Regions from separate parts of the Drosophila melanogaster genome. Here region 2 is linked to region 1. A link is a contact called in public targeted proximity ligation data. All regions are on one chromosome and are shown on one strand. The core of a region is the stretch at or near the end of the contact, and the rest is flanking DNA. Distances in the headings are between cores, read along the strand shown. Region 1 holds the start of CG7408. Region 2 holds the start of lncRNA:CR43174 (long non-coding RNA:CR43174).

What was found.
Region 2: a targeted proximity ligation map of the S2 cell line shows a contact between it and region 1, with 2.9 times the contacts expected there. A contact is called at or near these places in 9 of 107 Hi-C or Micro-C datasets (the ML-DmBG3-c2 cell line, the S2 cell line, cellular blastoderm embryo and 2 more) and 1 of 7 datasets of targeted methods (the S2 cell line).

What each region holds. Positions count from the first base shown.
Region 1 is chr3L:17,876,218-17,880,448 of dm6, forward strand. It overlaps CG7408, which reads left to right and starts at 2,879. Exons shown (of 7, transcript NM_140763.2): 1 at 2,879-3,031; 2 at 3,661-3,847; 3 at 3,913-4,080; 4 at 4,136-4,231. The coding sequence starts at 3,946. It also overlaps the pseudogene CR43087.
Region 2 is chr3L:17,931,989-17,936,362 of dm6, forward strand. lncRNA:CR43174 (long non-coding RNA:CR43174) reads left to right here and starts at 2,044. Exons shown (of 2, transcript NR_133259.1): 1 at 2,044-2,357.

The sequences.
Region 1 (4,231 bases), core at 1,629-4,128:
ACCCCAGAAGAACTCGCTTCTTTATGAGTATTCCGGAAAACCGGGAGTATATTGCACCACTGGGATTAATGGAAAATTCCAAAATCTATGCAATGACACTGAACCTGTGAAAGATTGCATGCACTCTGAACTATTCCAAACAATAACTGCCAACGACACTACATCACTGATCAGGGGCATGTTGCATAGACAAACGCAACCCAGAACTAATGAGGCGTATATGAAAGCGGGGAAAAAAGTTGGGCAGTTTTTCTTCATCCTATTTCAATGCGTATGTCGAGCCATAAAAAAATATTTAGACTCGACAAAAAAAAAAAAAAAAAAAATAAAAAAAATTAGTTTTCTTGAAGATGTAACCAGTAACATTTTGTAGTCATATTTGGGCCATGAACTGAACTAATGAACTGAGCTTAATTTAATATAAATGAATATAATATAAACTAATATAAATAATGTAATATAATATAATAATAATAACAATAATAATAATAATAATATAATATAATAAAAACTAATTTCCACACCGAGAAATGGTCAACACAATTAGTTTCAAAGAAAAGTGTGAAGATGTGGAGTTGTCCTTTCGTTGCAGCTGGGTAGCTGCTGTTATTCGGTCTGAATTTGGTATTTTTGCTGCCAGGAGCCAACTATTGCTATTTAAAAAACTGTCCATCGGATAAAAAACTGCGATACATTGGCATCTGATACTCTAGAAACTCTTATACATATAGCGTAAGAAATATACTACATAAGAAATTTCATTCTAAACTATCACAACACATATCGCGATAATGTGGCCGGGGGACAAATGCACAGGCTACCTATTGCAGCTCGTATGCTCAAGTTGAAGTGGGACCAAGATTTGGCCCTTTTGGCTACAATCTTGGTAAAGCGATGCGATCTCCAACCCTCAGACCACTGCATATCCACGGAAGAGTTCTCGTCTCCAAGCTACCATGCGGTATATAACAAGTTCAAGGCGAAGGAAGATACATTCCGGATAGTTCGATCTCAGCTAAACGCATGGTATGATCAGTACAAGCACGTTTCTGCATCCAGTCTAATTGATGGATTGTCCACGGCTAAGTAAGCTTTAATTGTAATTTAGTTTTCATTTAATTCACTCTGAACTATTCAAAACAATAACCACCAATTTTGGAAATTTATTTAAATGTAACGTATTATAAAATAATAATTGAATAATTATCATAAATGTAAGGTAGAGTATCGTAAGGTATAAGTTATAACATTTTATGGAATGTTAAGTTCAACTCATCCTTTTGGTATTATTTTGGACATTAAAAGTTTAAAAATGTTGTCAGTAAACAATAAGTAATTCGAATAATTTGTATTTATAAATAAAAACAGGAAGCTATTTTATTAAATATCTTATTAAATATCACCAATTCACTAAAATTATTTTAATGCTGGTTTTCATAATTATAATAAAAAAGCAACAATGTGAGCTATAGGGAACTAAAATTTCTAGAAAGTATGCTTCACAAAAACGTTGCATAATCTAATGCACTATAGGCTGAATGGTACCTTTTTGTGGCCAAAATTAATAACATATTTAGTTTCTGTTTTTTGTATTGGTTTACACTAGGTCATATCTTTTACGATACCAACAATTGTGGGCGTGGCATAGCGGCTTTCTCAGGGCAGATAGCCAACAGTTTTAATATGTATGGTGATTTACTGATTTAACACCCTTACGCGCAGCTGCACTCGCTGATTGGATTAATAATTTAATATTCCCTACCGTCGATTTCACCAAACTTGACGCCTTTCTTCACTGAGTTCTTCCACTCGATAATTTATAAGACATTGACGGCCGGCCTGTAGATCTAAGATCGTCAATCGATTTAAAGCTATAAACGGTCTCCATTTTAAGCCAATCTGTGTCCTTTCAAATAGCTTCAGATTTCTTTTACAAGCAGCCCACTTTTGCGACAATCTATAGCAAAAGTTTTGCAATGTTTTTTTAATCCGTCCTCATTATAATCAAATACTGGATCAGCTATTGAGATTTTATATATATCCAGTATTGTCTTCTCCCTTGCACGTTTACTTGCAGCAGAGAACCAAATTTTAATCACTTCCGCATTTGAGAATCGGAAGTTGCGACCTAAAAACTTTAATAACAAAAAAAGTGCGTAAAAGTGCACTTTAAGATTACATTCAAATGAACAATTATAGATGAATTATAGATGATGACACAGTATAGATGAAGTTAGGTGAAGTTCATGTTTAAATCTCTAGTTAAACATTAGTTATTGTTTCAGCTAATACACCTAAAAGCGCAATTTACAACACTCAACTACAGGGACAGCCACAAGAATTTAAACAATTCAAAATCACAAACACAGTCCCTTTCGATCACATTATACAATAACTTGTTTAATAAAACCGTTTCTTTATTTATTTTATATTAATTTAAAAGTGATTGTGTTGCTTGTAAACAAGCGATATCTTATCTTTTGAAAAATGTTGATTTTTTGAATTTCATTATTTGTCTTGACAAATTTTGTTCATATGCCATTGTCACTTTAACTCCCACAAAAATTAAAAGTTTACCTAGCACTTCCACTTGCAAAGTTACGGGTATATGATAGTCGGGATTATCGACCAAAGTTTTAAATGTAAATTGCAGTCAAGTTTTTTTTTTTTAAACTGTAGCTCCTGAAAGTATGCAGCAAATCTCTTCTGTAGACACGCTAAGAGGAACACGAATCTCTTTAGAATCAACTCTCTCTTCCTTTCTCTCTTGATACCACCCACTCCAAAGCTGGTTTGATGTTATTTTGGATGGGATATATGTATATATTAACCGGTAACTGACTATTGAGGCAGCCTCAAAATATTTTCAGTGGTTACTTACTTAGTTGCTCTCCGCACTTCGAGTCCGGCGGATCAGAGATTAGGATTCGGGGAACGATTAACTCGATCGCGAATACCAGTGACTGAAATTGGCATGCACGAATCTAGCTGATAAGTCCATTGTTATTTGGATTCCTTTTATTTGATTTCGGTGAGCATTTTTTTTTTAATCTGTCTGATAATAAAGGTGTGTGAACAGAATTAAAAGAATTGGCAATAAATTTTCGCCCGATCATTAAATACAATTTAAAGGTTTGGACTGGCGTTTGCAAATAATTAAGAAATGTAAAATATGTTTGTTTTGGCGTATGCAATAAACAAGCTGAAACTGTTCATGTGTAAAAGCTTATTTATTAATGGATGTGACAATGACTTGTCATTATCTACTATTTATCTTTAACTTTTTGTGTGTACAAGAATTATTTTTCACATATATCGCATGATAAACTAAGTACCTATCATTAAAGTTATTGTTTAATTTTATATATAAACATGTTAGTTTGAAACATATGTATTATGAGAAACGATTGCTGAAGAGTTTAATACTTCAAAATAATAAAAAAAACAATTGAGTTGGTAGAGAACGCTTTCCCAGGCCGATATTTTAGCAGTGATCATAAACAACTTCCTACTCATCTCATTTGCGTTTACTCGTAGTTGCTGTGATCTTTAATTACGCCTAATTTGTTGAAAACATTTGCCTAAGTGCACATTGCCACGCTGTTTGCATACTGTATATCAGTATTTACATATATTGGGTGTACTTTATTTATTTTTCAGCTAGATGTTATTTAGTTGATAAGTTAGTTGTTGAGCGGCAGAAATTTCCCAAAATTAACTATTTATTAAAAGCCTGACCAAATTGGTTAAATTGAAAAGCATTATACCGCTAATATATCCGGAACGATCTGAAGAGCTCATCCATCATTGACAGAGTGTTACCCGCTGACTTGTTGTCGCCCATTTGGTATGTTAATTTTTTAAACGCTTATATGCACTAATTCTCATTTATTTGTTTTTTTTTTCTACAAGCTGTCCCACATCATCCTCACTCCATTCACGGCGATGTCAACTCATCTGGATAAATTCAGCAGTGCTACCTCGTTGTTAACTGGCTTTGTTTTATGTATTGCCTTATCAAATGGAATTGTTGCCACATCCGATAAGCCCAATATCATCATTATTATGGCAGATGATCTGGTAGGCACCACGTGATAATTATTCGATCTAAATACTTAACGTCAGCTTACGACAGGGTTTTGACGACGTTAGCTTTCGCGGTTCCAATAATTTCCTCACTCCCAACATTGATGCTTTGGCATATAGCGGAGTGATCCTTAATAATCTCTAT
Region 2 (4,374 bases), core at 794-3,293, 55 kb after region 1:
CCCGCTCAACTTCAAGGTTAACTTCCGGTCCTCAACTTGCCCAATTTTCCTGGGCTTGTGCGGGCGCCACATTGTCCTGACAGCGGCATTATGTAATCCACTCCTAGGTTCCAGCTCCAACAACGCCTACTGTTTTTCCTGTTTCCCTGCTTCCTTGAGTTCGTTCAACTCGCGCTGCGGTCATAAATCTCTCTCGTTTTTGCCCAGCGGATGGGACATCCTGCTGGGTCAACGACTGCTGGGTCGTTGCCTTCCATACATGTCCTGTTTTTTTCCACTAGCTCCTCCTTTTTTTTCCATTTCCTACTCCCTATTTCACTTCACTTTTCCACTGATGATTACTTTCTGGCGTGCTGTTCCCGTCCTCATGTCTCTGCCATTAAATTGATGAATTAGCGTTTACATATTGGCCAAAGCTTTCGAAAGCCCCAACCACCACCACTCACTCAAGTCCTTTTCCATTAACATTATCTCGGAAGTTGGAGCTATCTGTGTTATTTCTATGTAAATTTGTGGGTTAGTATTCATGCAAATTGTTGAACTCTAGACGAGTTCTTGGAACTGCTCGTGGTTACATTTGGTTATGTTTTGACCTTTGGGGTGACAGGTTATTAACATATTGTGTTAGGGTGTTGATAAGGTTTACGAGGCAGCGAATATGAACTCATTGAACATTTACAAATTAAAATATATGCTAGATTCAGAAATAATTATGTAAATACAAATAAACTTCTGTTGATTATAATAAATATAAATATGCAACTTATAATAGTGATTCATTTTTAACGGGTCTTTCTTTTGGGCTGCAACTGATATAAGGAATATTTTAAACCATTACAAACTGAAAGAAGTACAGAAATAAATAGTTGAGTTGAGTTCCGTGGCAGTGAAATTTCAATGCCAAAACTAGAATTGTATAGCCATTACTGACCGATTCTAGCAGAAAGGTCAGGGTGAGCAAATGGAAATAGAATCGCATATGGAAATCGAAACAAACTAGCGCTGAGTGTTTTCAAAAAAGCGCTGAAATCAAATGGTGGAAGACCGCACAATCAATGACCACCACATGGGACCCAGCCCTACCATTTTCCCCCTGCCCACAGCTAATTGCGACTCAATTGTTCTCCGTCCCCTCGAAATTGTTTTGGGTCATTTGCCTGACCCGTGAGCACCGCTCGGCATATTTAGCAGTTTTGGGTGCGTCATCATTAGCGCAGCAATTGTCTCAGTCGCAACTTGGGCGGACATCGGCCGCCGGTCAATGGTCATTGCTCTGCCCCCACCCAGAACCTTTCCAGAACCCCACTCGATCCCGCCCTGCAAGTGCCCGCATAATGTGACTATATAGCCACCGGGTAATGGACGCCTTGTCAGCTATTTTCGCTGAACTTGAAACGCCGTCATGCATTGAAGGCGTGCAGTGGATTCGATACAATAATATACATAGCTCAATATTTGGCTGAAGAACTACTCTTTCAGAAGCTATTTCAGTTTTGCTATTATTTCAGCAATATATACAAAAATACAAAAAAAAAAATACAATTTAAATTGGAAATTTACAAAGCACAGGTAACAGGTAACATTTTGAAAATATTTATGAGTAATTCTTCCAGAAAATCTAAATCTAGATTAATATTTTTCTAAATATAAACATATCTAGTATAAAGTCATTATAACAGCAAGCTGGATTTCAATAGATATACAATATATGTAGATATAGATAATACATACAATATTGGTTGATTTCTTTTAAGAAATGTATATCACTTATCACTTATAAGGGTGTTACAAAATGGTTCTTTAAAAAATCTTTATAAAATTTTTATTTCAAGCTGGTGTTTGTTTACTTTAAATGTTCCCCATATAACATAACTTCCTGGAAACCAGTCCCGTTGACTCTGCCACATTTGGATAATTGCTGAAACCTTGAAAAATCGGCGCAGGCAAACCGAGCGCGAATTACATAAAACTTTATTATGACCAGATAAAAGCAAGCTGTGCTTAATTTAACTGAATTAAAAACACTCAAACGGAGCAGCTTACAAAAACAGACAACGAAACTGTGAAGTAAACATTTTCGTCGGGTTCTGGTCATGTGCTCGCTGTGTGGTTCCCGATTCCAGGGAATATTACGAACTTAACACTTGGTCAGTCCATTGGCCCATGTGCAGCGTGGGAAATTTGGAAGCAGTTCGTAGTCCGGAATGAAATTAAATGTGGGTCAAATTCAGTTTCATTAGAACTCGCCAGTGTCGCTAGGCGATTGAGTTAGATAAGGAGTGAAGTAAAGGCGGGGTATCCAAATGAATATGACTTCCTTATCCAAGACAGATGGAATTCCACTGAAAGTGAAGCAGGTAAATCAACAGTTTATGAATGAAAAGCAATCGTTGTATCTAGATACATCTTGTATCTAGATACAGAACTTAAAAAAATGGGTAACATGACTTTAAGAACAAAATTCATAGATCGTACGAGGTAATCATATGGTTTTACAAAGAATTCCAAGTCTCTTTTAATTTTACACAATTCAGAATTTCGACTTTAGATTGGTTAACACATTACAATTTTTAAATTGTTCAAAATGCGTTCATCATAAATAACATTCTTACCAATATTCTATCAAGGAATCATCCCCACGCTTGTTCTGAAAGTTCATGGTCATGTCGAAGTTAGTAACCAGATACTTTTTGGTCTCAAAAAAAGCAAGACTAATCCCAATTTGAAGCGTAACTCCTGCACCTTTTTTTTTCAGGCATCTGTTACCTCCTTTGTGGTCTCAATTGGCTTGTTATACGATATGCCCAGACCATGCCCTTTTCACCCTGCTTTTGAGATTTTCTCCGGCAAACGTTCACTGACCTCTTTCAGAGACCGGAGATCCGAAGAAAGTTTTTAGCCCGAAAATGCGTCACTGCCCAAACAGAAAACAAGCGGCAACAGAAGCAGCATGAGTGCCAAGAAACTGTGAAGAGTGTTTCATAGAAAAATTATACATCATGATCGGCGGCCGATAAAGATCTTCATTAGTCTGGAAACACGGAGTTGGGCCCCAACTCCGAATGGAGACTGGTGACTGGGTGACCCCAATAGGCATTCAAATCTCTCGATTTGCCTACTCGGTCCAACTCTCACTTTTTGCCGATCGCTGCTGTCGGTGAAAATCATTCAAATTCGGAATATATGTATGTATGTATGTCCAATATATATGTCCAAGAGTCGGGGCCAGTTCAACAAACCCCATTGAACTCAATCCGGAGCAATGACACCTCGCCGGGCCCTACAATCCGCACTCAACCTCACTTTCTTTTACGTGCATATGTCCATCCCTGTCATCCAAACATCTCTCTCTCCCTCTTGCACCCTTTGGCCGTTGAGGGGCTTACGGTTGTCTTATAGAGCTGTTGCCGTTGTTGCAACATTTTTCACTTTCTTTTCGGGGATCGCCATTTGAATGCCTTTCTTTGGCAGGGTAATGCAAAGCCAACAAAGACGACAACCAACTATTTTGTCCCAACTATTTTGATTTCTAAATTATTACTTGCTTTTTAACTTTTAATCAGTATTAAAACTTTGGAAAATTCAACTTTAAATATTTTATTGCGAATTGATACATGATGAAGATATACATACGAATAGGGTACTTCTTCGATGATTTATTATGTGGGATCGACATGTTATAGTTTCACTGATTTGTTTCTCTTTTCGGAACGGGTAATTGCTGGCAGCCACCTACCCAAAACGAGAGTTTGAACTTGCCACTGTTTGACAATGCCCCCAACGTCCCCACCCCAAAGAAAGGAAAAGAAAGTGTTGAACTTTCGTTGGCTATGTCTCAATTTCTTGTCGAGTTCGGCTTCGTTTATTTGGTTCGTGCTTATTGTAGCAAACATTAAATTGCTTTTAATGGAGAGATGCAAAGATTTTGGGATTCGGTTATTTTCTATTTGGGCAGCGCGGCATTGGCGTGGAAAATGAAAGCGATGAAAATTGTCTTCGACAGTTGATTGGACTGTTAATCGGCATAGGATAATAAGTGTTGGCCTGGACAGCTGCCAGAACGCGATCTAAAAACTTAATGTCGTTTTAAATGCCTCTAGTGTCTACCTGAGTGTCGGAGCCAGTGAACTTTTACTGCCGCTCATCGATGACCGTGAGGGTCATTAAGAAAGTTTGCCGGCTGCTCTGGGATAATGCAGATCGGGCATTTGGGATGGTGGATCTCAGGGGCGCTAAGTGGGGAACAGGATGTCGAGACATCTTCATTTCCGTATCGTTTTCTTGGTTTTTTATGGCCATCCTTTTCGGCCAACCAGCAGTTGCAGTTTTTATGCGCTTGCATAAATGCCTTCGTATTTGCGTCTTGCCTGAATG